Regions from separate parts of the Mus musculus genome. Here regions 2 and 3 are each linked to region 1. Evidence: chromatin contacts called from public promoter capture Hi-C data. All regions are on one chromosome and are shown on one strand. Each heading gives the region's core, a stretch centred on a gene start, on an enhancer-like site or on the middle of the called end of the contact. The rest is flanking DNA. Distances are from core to core; before and after follow the strand shown. Region 1 holds the start of Smg7 (Smg-7 homolog, nonsense mediated mRNA decay factor (C. elegans)). Region 2 holds the start of Ivns1abp (influenza virus NS1A binding protein). Region 3 holds the start of Trmt1l (tRNA methyltransferase 1 like).

Region 1 (2,646 bases), core at 71-2,570:
TCGAGCTCTCACTAAGTCGCCTACGGGAGGTCTCGCCGGTGATATCGAGTAGGAATTAGGCAAGGGTCGACCGGCTACAAAAAGTCGAACATTCGCGATCGCCGGAGCCGCATCTCGGTTGTCATGTGCCCGTCTCTTCCCTTAGGGACCCGCTTCTGGCGGGATCCCGCTGCCCAGCCTCAAACAGTGGTGGGGAAGCCCCTTCCCTTTCCTCTGACTTCGCAGCATCGCCCTCGCTTTCTCGTTCCCACCCACTCGCCGCCGGCCTTCATAACCTGCCTTTTCTTCTCGGGCCCGGCCCTCTCCCTACCCGGCTCAGATAGGCAACGATGGAGGTGGTTTCCACCCTTGGGGGACTGGCAATGCCTAAAATGAATGCTTCGGGGTCTCCCCCAATTTTTGCTGGGAGAGTAAGGGAGGAAGAAATGGACTTTCCTACTCGGATAACCATTTCGACTTCTGGCTTTTAAAAAGGCAGGGAATCCAAGTGGGGAATCCTGGGCAGTTTCCAGGGAACCCGTTTCTCTACGGGAGGGTCACCCTGTCTACACACGGCAGTTACTATGACAATACAACCACAGCCTCCAGTTTCCATGGCAGCGGCCTGCCCAATCGGATTGGTTTTCCTTTCTATTTCTCCCTGGGCTCCGCCCTATTCCCCCCCCCCCCCCCAACCTTCTCCCAGAGTGCCCGGGGAGGGGCGGCTGAAACGGGGGAGGCCTCTGCGTCACTCTCCGGCGCGCGAGGGGACGACCGGAGTCGAGGAATTGGCGGGCGGAACTGTAGGAGGAAGGGGTGGCGTTTCCGGCGGGGAAAGTGGAGGAGTGGGAAAAAAAAAAAAAAGAAAGAAGGAAGGAAGTGAGAAGTGGGCGGGTGGCCGGGCGGAAGGCTTTGAGTGTGACTCCGGGCTGCTCTGGGCTCGATGTCCGCGGTGAGCCGGGGGCCGCCCCCGCGCCCGGGAGGAACAGGACGGAGCCTTAGGAGGCCGCCGGGCACCAGCACCGGATCGTTCGGCCGGCGCGCGGGCACCGCACCGCTCGCCGATCCCAAGAGGGAGCGCTACAGAGCGGCGGAAAGCACCCAGAGGGACCGGCGCTGCTGAAGTCTCGCGAGAGCGAACCCGACTTCCTTCCTCTGCTTCTCCCCTCCTCTTTCCCCGCCCCTTTCCCCTTCTTTTTCCCCCCCCCCTCCGGAGCCGGAGCGTCCCTGCGCCCCACAGGCCAGAGCCGCAGCCGCTGCCGGAGCCGCTCCCCCCAACTCCCTCCCCCTCGCCTCACTCACTCTCCCCCCCCCCCACCCCGCGCCAAGCGAGGAGGAGTCGGAGGAGAGGAAGATGGCGGCGACCGCCAGCACCCGCGGGGCCGCGGGGCCGCTCCGAGGAGCCTGAGAGACCCACGGAGGCTTCGCGGCGAGACGCGGCGGCGGAGGATGAGCCTGCAGAGCGCGCAGTATCTCCGGTGAGCGCCGGAGCTTGGCCGAGGCGTGGTGGCGACGGGGGAAGGGGAGGCTCTCGGGGGGCCGAGGACCGGCGGACTCGGAAGCGGTGGGGGAGTCGCGGCGTCCTTCTGTCCCCAGGGCGGGGAGGCCGAGCGCGGGGCCGAGCGGGCGGCTGCGGGAGGGGGCGGGCACACACATGGCTGCCTGGCCCCCGGGAAGCCGGGCGAGCCGCGCTCCGGGGGAAGCCGGGCGAGGAGCGGAGGGAGGTTGGGGAAGCGGGAGACGAGAACGTGTGTGTGAGTGTGTGTGTGTGCGTGTGCGCGCGCGCGCGCGCGCCTCTGGTCGCAGGCTGCGGGGCCGGGGTAGGGGAGAGGAGAGCCGGCAGCGACCCAGAGTCGAGGTGGGTGTGAAGGGGTCTGGAGCCCACGGCCCGGGAAACGTGGTGTGCTGGCCGGGGCGATGCAGGAGAGAGGAGGATGGAAGTCGGCACACCTGGGGGTTGGGAGGGCGCATTCTGGAGGGCAAATGAGAGGAAGGGGAGCCCGCAGGAAACGCGAGCTTGTTCTTTAGTCGCGGGCTGGAAGGAGGAGAAATAATGCCTTCTGTCCAGAGTTAGAGGGGTCGGAGAGCCCGGAAAGGGGGAAAAAGGATGGGGAGACGAGGGAAGAGGGAGGTGCTACGAACAAGGTGATGTTCTCGAAAGAAACTGTAGTTGGAAGATACCATTCTGAGAGTCGTGTGCATTCATTAGGTGCGATGTAAGGAACTTGTATGAAGGAGATAGAGTGACCCATGGGTACTGGGGGTGCGTGCGTGTGTATGTGTATGTGTGTGTGTGTGTGTGTGTGTGTGTGTGTGAGTGTCTGGGGTAAGGGAGGGGAAGCAGGGATTGATGCACACTTAAAGAAGACTCACATGCATTAACACCGACGTCGAGAACATTTTGAATGGAAAGACAGCAGCTGGTGTGCAGTCAGAATAGTTTGACGGATTTTGAGTGAGAGCTTGGAGGAAACTAGAGGGGAAAATACAGCCTTCACAATGGGAAATAAGGTTGCTAGTGCCTGAGGCTAATGGAGGAGTTGCTAAGACTGGGAACTTACAAACTGGCCTTTTTGTCTTTCAGGAACAGTGTTTTTCTTTTAAATAGCAGGTCTTATTTGGGAAGATACTTTTAAAAAGTGAGTTGAAACCTTGAGGAGAAGAGAA
Region 2 (2,646 bases), core at 66-2,565, 1.6 Mb after region 1:
GTGTGCTCTTACTTCCAGAGCTATGGTGTATTGCCAAAACAGGAGACCACAACAAAACTCCTAAGAACTTGATATCTGGGTGTTCTAACCTCCACTACTGACAGACATTAAACAAAACGTTGCCTTTTAGGCCGTCCGACTTCTTTTTGATCGAAATGTTTGCTCTCCGGAATCATTTATCTGCAACTTATTGAGGGAAAGGCGGAAATATTTCTCAAATTTGTGTGTGTGTGTGTACAGATTTCCTTACGTTAATCTCCACTCTGACACTCCCCGGTGTCTTATCAACGAGGTCCTTTACCCAAAAATAGAAAAAAAAAAAAAAAGGTGATCGGACGAAAAGCCTGCTCTCCACCTATTTCTTTCAGAGAACATGGAGCCTGTGCCCCGGCGCGCCGGGGACCCCGCGCTGCAAGGCCTGGGGCGCGCTCTCGGCGGGTACAGCGAGGCACCCGCACACCCCCGGCCGCGATTGGCCGCGATTGGCCGGCGGCGCAGTCACTCAGAGCTGACACGTCAGGGCAGCCGCTCCCTCGCTCCTCCCGCCTCCTTTTCCCCGCGCTTGGCAAGAAAAGCGGGCAACGTGGAGCTCGAACAAAGGACCCCGTGGTCCACGGCGACCAGGGACTCCGTGCCACCCCACGCCTAACCCCTGGAACCGATGCGCTCTGAGGGCGGCTCTGTGTCCCCACGCGCCGGCCGCGGGGAGTCTTAGCCCGGAGAGCCCCAAACCGCAGCCGGCACCTCGCTCCTGACAGCGGGAAACGATGTCTACAGTCCTCGGTGGCCGCCGCTCTCATCCGGCGGGTCATCCCTCCTAGTCCTCCGCCGGGCCAGGTCCCGGGGACCCTCCGTCACCCAGCGCGGAAGCCTGACGATCCCCGCCCCGGCGGAGGAAGGTCCGGGACCACCGCGCTCTTCCCCCGCCAGCCGGCAACCGAGCCGAATGCGGAGCCCCGCGATGCCCGTGTCTCCCGGGACAGCGGGACGCTCCGCACCACCACCATCTTCCCACCCCGCCCTCTCCCTCCCGCGGCGCCCGCGTACAGCGCGTTACCTGGGTCATCTCTGAAGAGATGGCGAAATTCATCTCCAGAGCTTCGACGGGCTGCAGGCGGAAGGCGCTGGAAGGGGCTCGGGGCGACCGGGCGGGAGGCTGCGGGCTGAGGAAGACCAGTGGGTACTCGCGGGAACTCGCTCGCCGCCACGACGCGCCCAGCACCTCCGAGCGACTGACCGACCTCCACGCGCGTCCCGAACACACTGCCACCGCCGCCGCCGCCGCGCGCGCTCGCGCCGCACTCCCTCGCACGTCACCACGTGCGCTGCCGCCAACGCCTCCCGGCCGCTTCCGGCTCTGATGCCTGAGCGAATCACAGGCGAGCTCCCGGGAAGATCCCGCTCTGAGGCTCCGCCCCCGGACAGGGCCCCGCCCACCTCATAGCTCTTTTCCTCAACCGCCCCCTCCTTCCTTCTCGGCTCAACTAGGTCAGCGCAAGGTGATCCGGGAGAGCGGGGCGGCGGGGACCGCTCCTCCTGTTACTTATCGAGCGCGCGCTCCCTCCCGAGCCTCACACCCTCGCTTCGCCCTTTTTTTTCCACTGTCCAGGAACTGGTTCCCTCCTTCCTCTTCCACCTGCCCTACCTTCTCCAGAGATCCGACGTGGCGATTAGAGTTCTCAGCGTCACACTGACTTCTAGGCAACTAGCCTAGACTGGAGCTGCGTGTTGTGGGAACCCCGCGGCAGTAGTTGAGCATCAGGCTCTTACCTTGGAGGTGGAGGGGTGAGAAGAATGGAGGAAGAAGGGATAAGTCAGAGGAGGGCCTGAACAACTAGCCCCTCTATTGGCCTGCTTTGGGTGAGCATTCAGTGAGTGTGTTTAAAAAAAAAAAAAAAAAAAAAAAAGGTGAAAGAGATATTATCGGTGTGCCATAAAATGCGTGTTCACTTCTACTTTTTGTCCCCCTCTGGTATCAGTTCCTGATGTCTCGACTTCTTTGGACAAAGAAAAGTAGCTTGGGGAATTGTTAGTCCCTATCTCTACCCCCTGGGGCCTTTTAACCCAGGAGCCAAGCCCAGTCATCCACCCACCTTGCCCCTAGGAGGCAGGCAGTTGTTTAGGTCAAATGTGATTTAAGCTGGGCTCCACTTCTTCATATGACTCTGAAGCACATGCTGGGAAGTTTCCTTGATTGAAGATGAGGGGATTTGGTGAGATTATATCCAAAGGTCTATAAAGTATACACATAATCGAGTTAGGTAAAGGTTTCCAGATTAATGCTTATACTGGTTTATAGAGGGCGCTTACACAGTCTAGACCTGACTTTGATCATCCCGCTTAATTTGTAGCCATTTCTTGGAGCTCTTTGACAATGCTTCCTACCCTTCTTTAATGTGTTAGCGGGTAGGAAATAGAAATTGGGAGGGGGGTCTTCATTACTTTTAAAAAATAAGATCTTGTGGCCAGGAGACGTTTCTTTTTTGTTGTTGTTTCACAAAAGGAGGAAGTAGAAACTGAGCTGTCAGCTAGTATGATTATGTGTCTTAGAGAAACTGGCATTTGCCGTCCAGCTTTTCTCTTTGATAGCACATTACTTTTGTTGCAAATGACACTATTAGGGACCTGGATTACTGAGCTCCTTCT
Region 3 (2,646 bases), core at 63-2,562, 1.5 Mb after region 1:
AAAGATCCATTTATGGACCACAGATTTGTTGAAAAAAAAAACAAAACTCGTTGAATTTTTTTTTTTTAGGCCCGCTGTGCAAAATGTTAAGAAGATCCTTAAAATGCTAATAATTATCAGTCTTATGTTTCTTATATGAACCGAAAAACCACCACTCGGAACATGTATAAACACATTCAGAAAATAAAAATATGGGCTATACGTTTTCACGATCGTTGTCCTTTGGAATGAAGTACAAAGCTCAATTAGTATTTGGCAGATACAAGAGACGGAGTTTCTATTCTCGGGAGCAAAGTATACTCCAGCAATGAGACAAATCCATCAGTGTGTATAAGTCCTGACTGAAAAATGCTTTCAGTTTCTCAATCTTGATCTACTACTACCTTAGTACCTCCATTACTGTAACACAGTGGAAAGTTTTAAAACTATTGTAGACTGGGTTGAGATGGAAACTACTAAAGACACTAACGGACACAGCCACTAATTTCATTGTTTATTTTTCTCTGCCTCACGCCTGGCCTTCATATATCCTTCAGGATGATATCCTCGAGGTTTATGGAAGAAGTATCCCTTTCCATGCTGTATTCCTTTTACTCTTACCTGCCGCTCTGGTTCCTCCTCCTCCTCCCATTTTTCTAAATTTGCCTTTCCACATTAAAAAAAACACCCTGGAGAAGGGCCTCCCCTATTCCCCAGCGAGGCATGGTTTCTCGCTTCTCTGCGGCAGAGAGATCAGGCCGTCTGCACTTACTGCTTTCAGCCTCCTCGGGGACAGAGGCTAGGGACGGGGACAGGGCCGGAGCCGGGGCCGGGGCAAGGGCTGGGGCTGGATCCGAGTCCGGCGTCGGAGCCGAGTCCAGAGCCGTATCTGCGGCCGGAGCTGGGACCGGAGCCGAATCCGGGGCCCGGGTCGGGACCCTGACCTGGGCCTCCTCCTTCTCCTGGGGTAGCAGCTCCTCCTCCGCCATATTCTCCATAGTTACGGCCTCCGAGCCAGGGGACGCGGAGGGGACTCGCGGCGGAGTGGGTTAATAGACGTTAATGCACACAGGGCTGGATCCAAGGGCGGGGAAGCAATTGGGAAGGCTGTACGCGTGCCACAGACAAACGGCGGAGCTCCAGTGACCCAACCCTGTCAGCAGAAAAACTGAAAGCCAGAGGCAGCGGTTCGACCCTTCGCCGGCTTCCCCTTCCCCGAGGCGTTACGACGCCACCACAGACTGCGCAGAAGCGTGTGGCGGACAGTGTCCAATGAGGAAAAAGAGTTCCGTTTCCTCGGTACGTCCTCTGCATCACTGGCCGCCACCGAACCGAAATAAGACTACAACACCCAGGAGGCATCGCGCCTCATGGGCGGTGCTCAGTTCCGGTCCTTGGAGGAAACACACACAGAGCGCCGAGAACTCTAGAATTGCCTGGAGCGTTCGGCTCCTGGCGGGGGTCCGAGTACAGAACTACATTTCCCAGTGTGCAGCGGGCTCTGGGAAGGCGCTTTGGGTGTCCGACTGGTCCGGGGAATCGCCACTGTCGCTGTGGCTGCTGCTGCCGCGGACTCAGGTAAGTTAGGGTATTCCGGGCGCGTGGACATCTCTCTGGGCGACAGCTTTTCACTGCTGGCCTCCTGTACCCGGACGTCGGTCGGGCTCGGGACCCGCGAGCTGAGGTCTGGGCCGGGCGACTGCGGGGGCTGGTCGGAGGTCGGCCGGCTCGTGGAGTGTGTGGCCGGGTTGCTCCAGCTGGACCTGAGGCGGTGGGGGGACCGATGGCGGCTTGTGTGGGGGTGGGCCGAGGCAGTTTATGAATCCCAGAAGCACTTTTCTGTCAGCCCCCTGAGGTAGAGTCCTGACTCCGCTCTCCACAACTTTCCCCCCCACAACTTGCGACCCGGACGCTCTTCACTTTTTCAATTTTGCCTCTAGGTTAAGGATAGCAGAATAGGCGCGGTGTGGTTGTAGGAGATTGTTTTGCAGTTTTGACCTGTTTTGTTTTGTTTTTTTTTAGGCTTTTACTAACAAATGTATCACTTTGATGCATTTCAGATTCTCTAAGGAATATGGCCAGGGAATCCTCTGCGCCTCAAGTTTTATAAATATATATATCCTGGACTTGTTTATCACCGAAGTCTTATTTGTTCTCTTCACTTTATTTCTAATAAGCACACTGGAGCAGACTGGAAAAACAAAACAAAAACAACCCAAATTGATCTTTCTTTCAGGTTGCCTGCTTCGGACTGTCTTGAGCGTTTAAGGCAAGAGGGGAGGTTCTCAGGTTTTTTTCCTCTGTTGGGAAACCATAGGAGACGGTGTGTGATTGTTTGTTACTTTGAAATGCTGTCTGGAAGTTTTGCTCTCTCATTGTCCTTCCTAGTTGGAGTGTTTGAAGGTGTTTTTCCTTCCCCAGTTTAACGTAAACTTTGTCCCCACCAGTCTTTTGCAAGTTCTAAAGCCCTTAAGGGCTACGAATGTACTTATCTCAGTGGTAAAGTATTTGCTTAGCTCCTTAGCTTAAAGGTCAGAAGCCTGGCCCCACAAGACGACTGAAGGCCTTTTAACCGCTTTTGGACTAGGATTCCTATGTGGGGAGTTAACTATTTAACGATTAAAAGTGAGACAATAGCACCTATTACAACCTGTAGAAATGGTAACT

The links. Capture Hi-C pulls out chosen DNA fragments and counts their contacts.
Region 2: a contact with region 1 is called in a promoter capture Hi-C map of liver, with 3 times the contacts expected there. The contact joins the promoter of Ivns1abp here to the promoter of Smg7 in region 1. A contact is called at or near these places in 5 of 484 Hi-C or Micro-C datasets (B cells, CD4 T cells, double positive thymocytes and 2 more) and 2 of 9 other capture datasets (adipose tissue and liver).
Region 3: a contact with region 1 is called in a promoter capture Hi-C map of liver, with 4 times the contacts expected there. The contact joins the promoter of Trmt1l here to the promoter of Smg7 in region 1. A contact is called at or near these places in 3 of 39 promoter capture datasets (liver, neutrophils and pre-B cells), 3 of 484 Hi-C or Micro-C datasets (CD4 T cells, macrophages and uterus), 1 of 115 datasets of contacts at active chromatin or transcription factors (cardiomyocytes) and 2 of 9 other capture datasets (adipose tissue and liver).

Annotation. Positions count from the first base shown.
Region 1 is chr1:152,901,320-152,903,965 of GRCm38.p6, reverse strand. It overlaps Smg7 (Smg-7 homolog, nonsense mediated mRNA decay factor (C. elegans)), which reads left to right and starts at 1,320. Exons shown (of 23, transcript NM_001160256.1): 1 at 1,320-1,457. The coding sequence starts at 1,429.
Region 2 is chr1:151,343,167-151,345,812 of GRCm38.p6, reverse strand. It overlaps Ivns1abp (influenza virus NS1A binding protein), which reads right to left and starts at 1,315. Exons shown (of 15, transcript NM_054102.2): 1 at 1,058-1,315. It also overlaps the pseudogene Gm10138.
Region 3 is chr1:151,427,208-151,429,853 of GRCm38.p6, reverse strand. Trmt1l (tRNA methyltransferase 1 like) reads right to left here and starts at 1,312. Exons shown (of 15, transcript NM_026876.4): 1 at 752-1,312. The coding sequence starts at 977. Swt1 (SWT1 RNA endoribonuclease homolog (S. cerevisiae)) reads left to right here and starts at 1,419. Exons shown (of 20, transcript NM_025819.4): 1 at 1,419-1,557.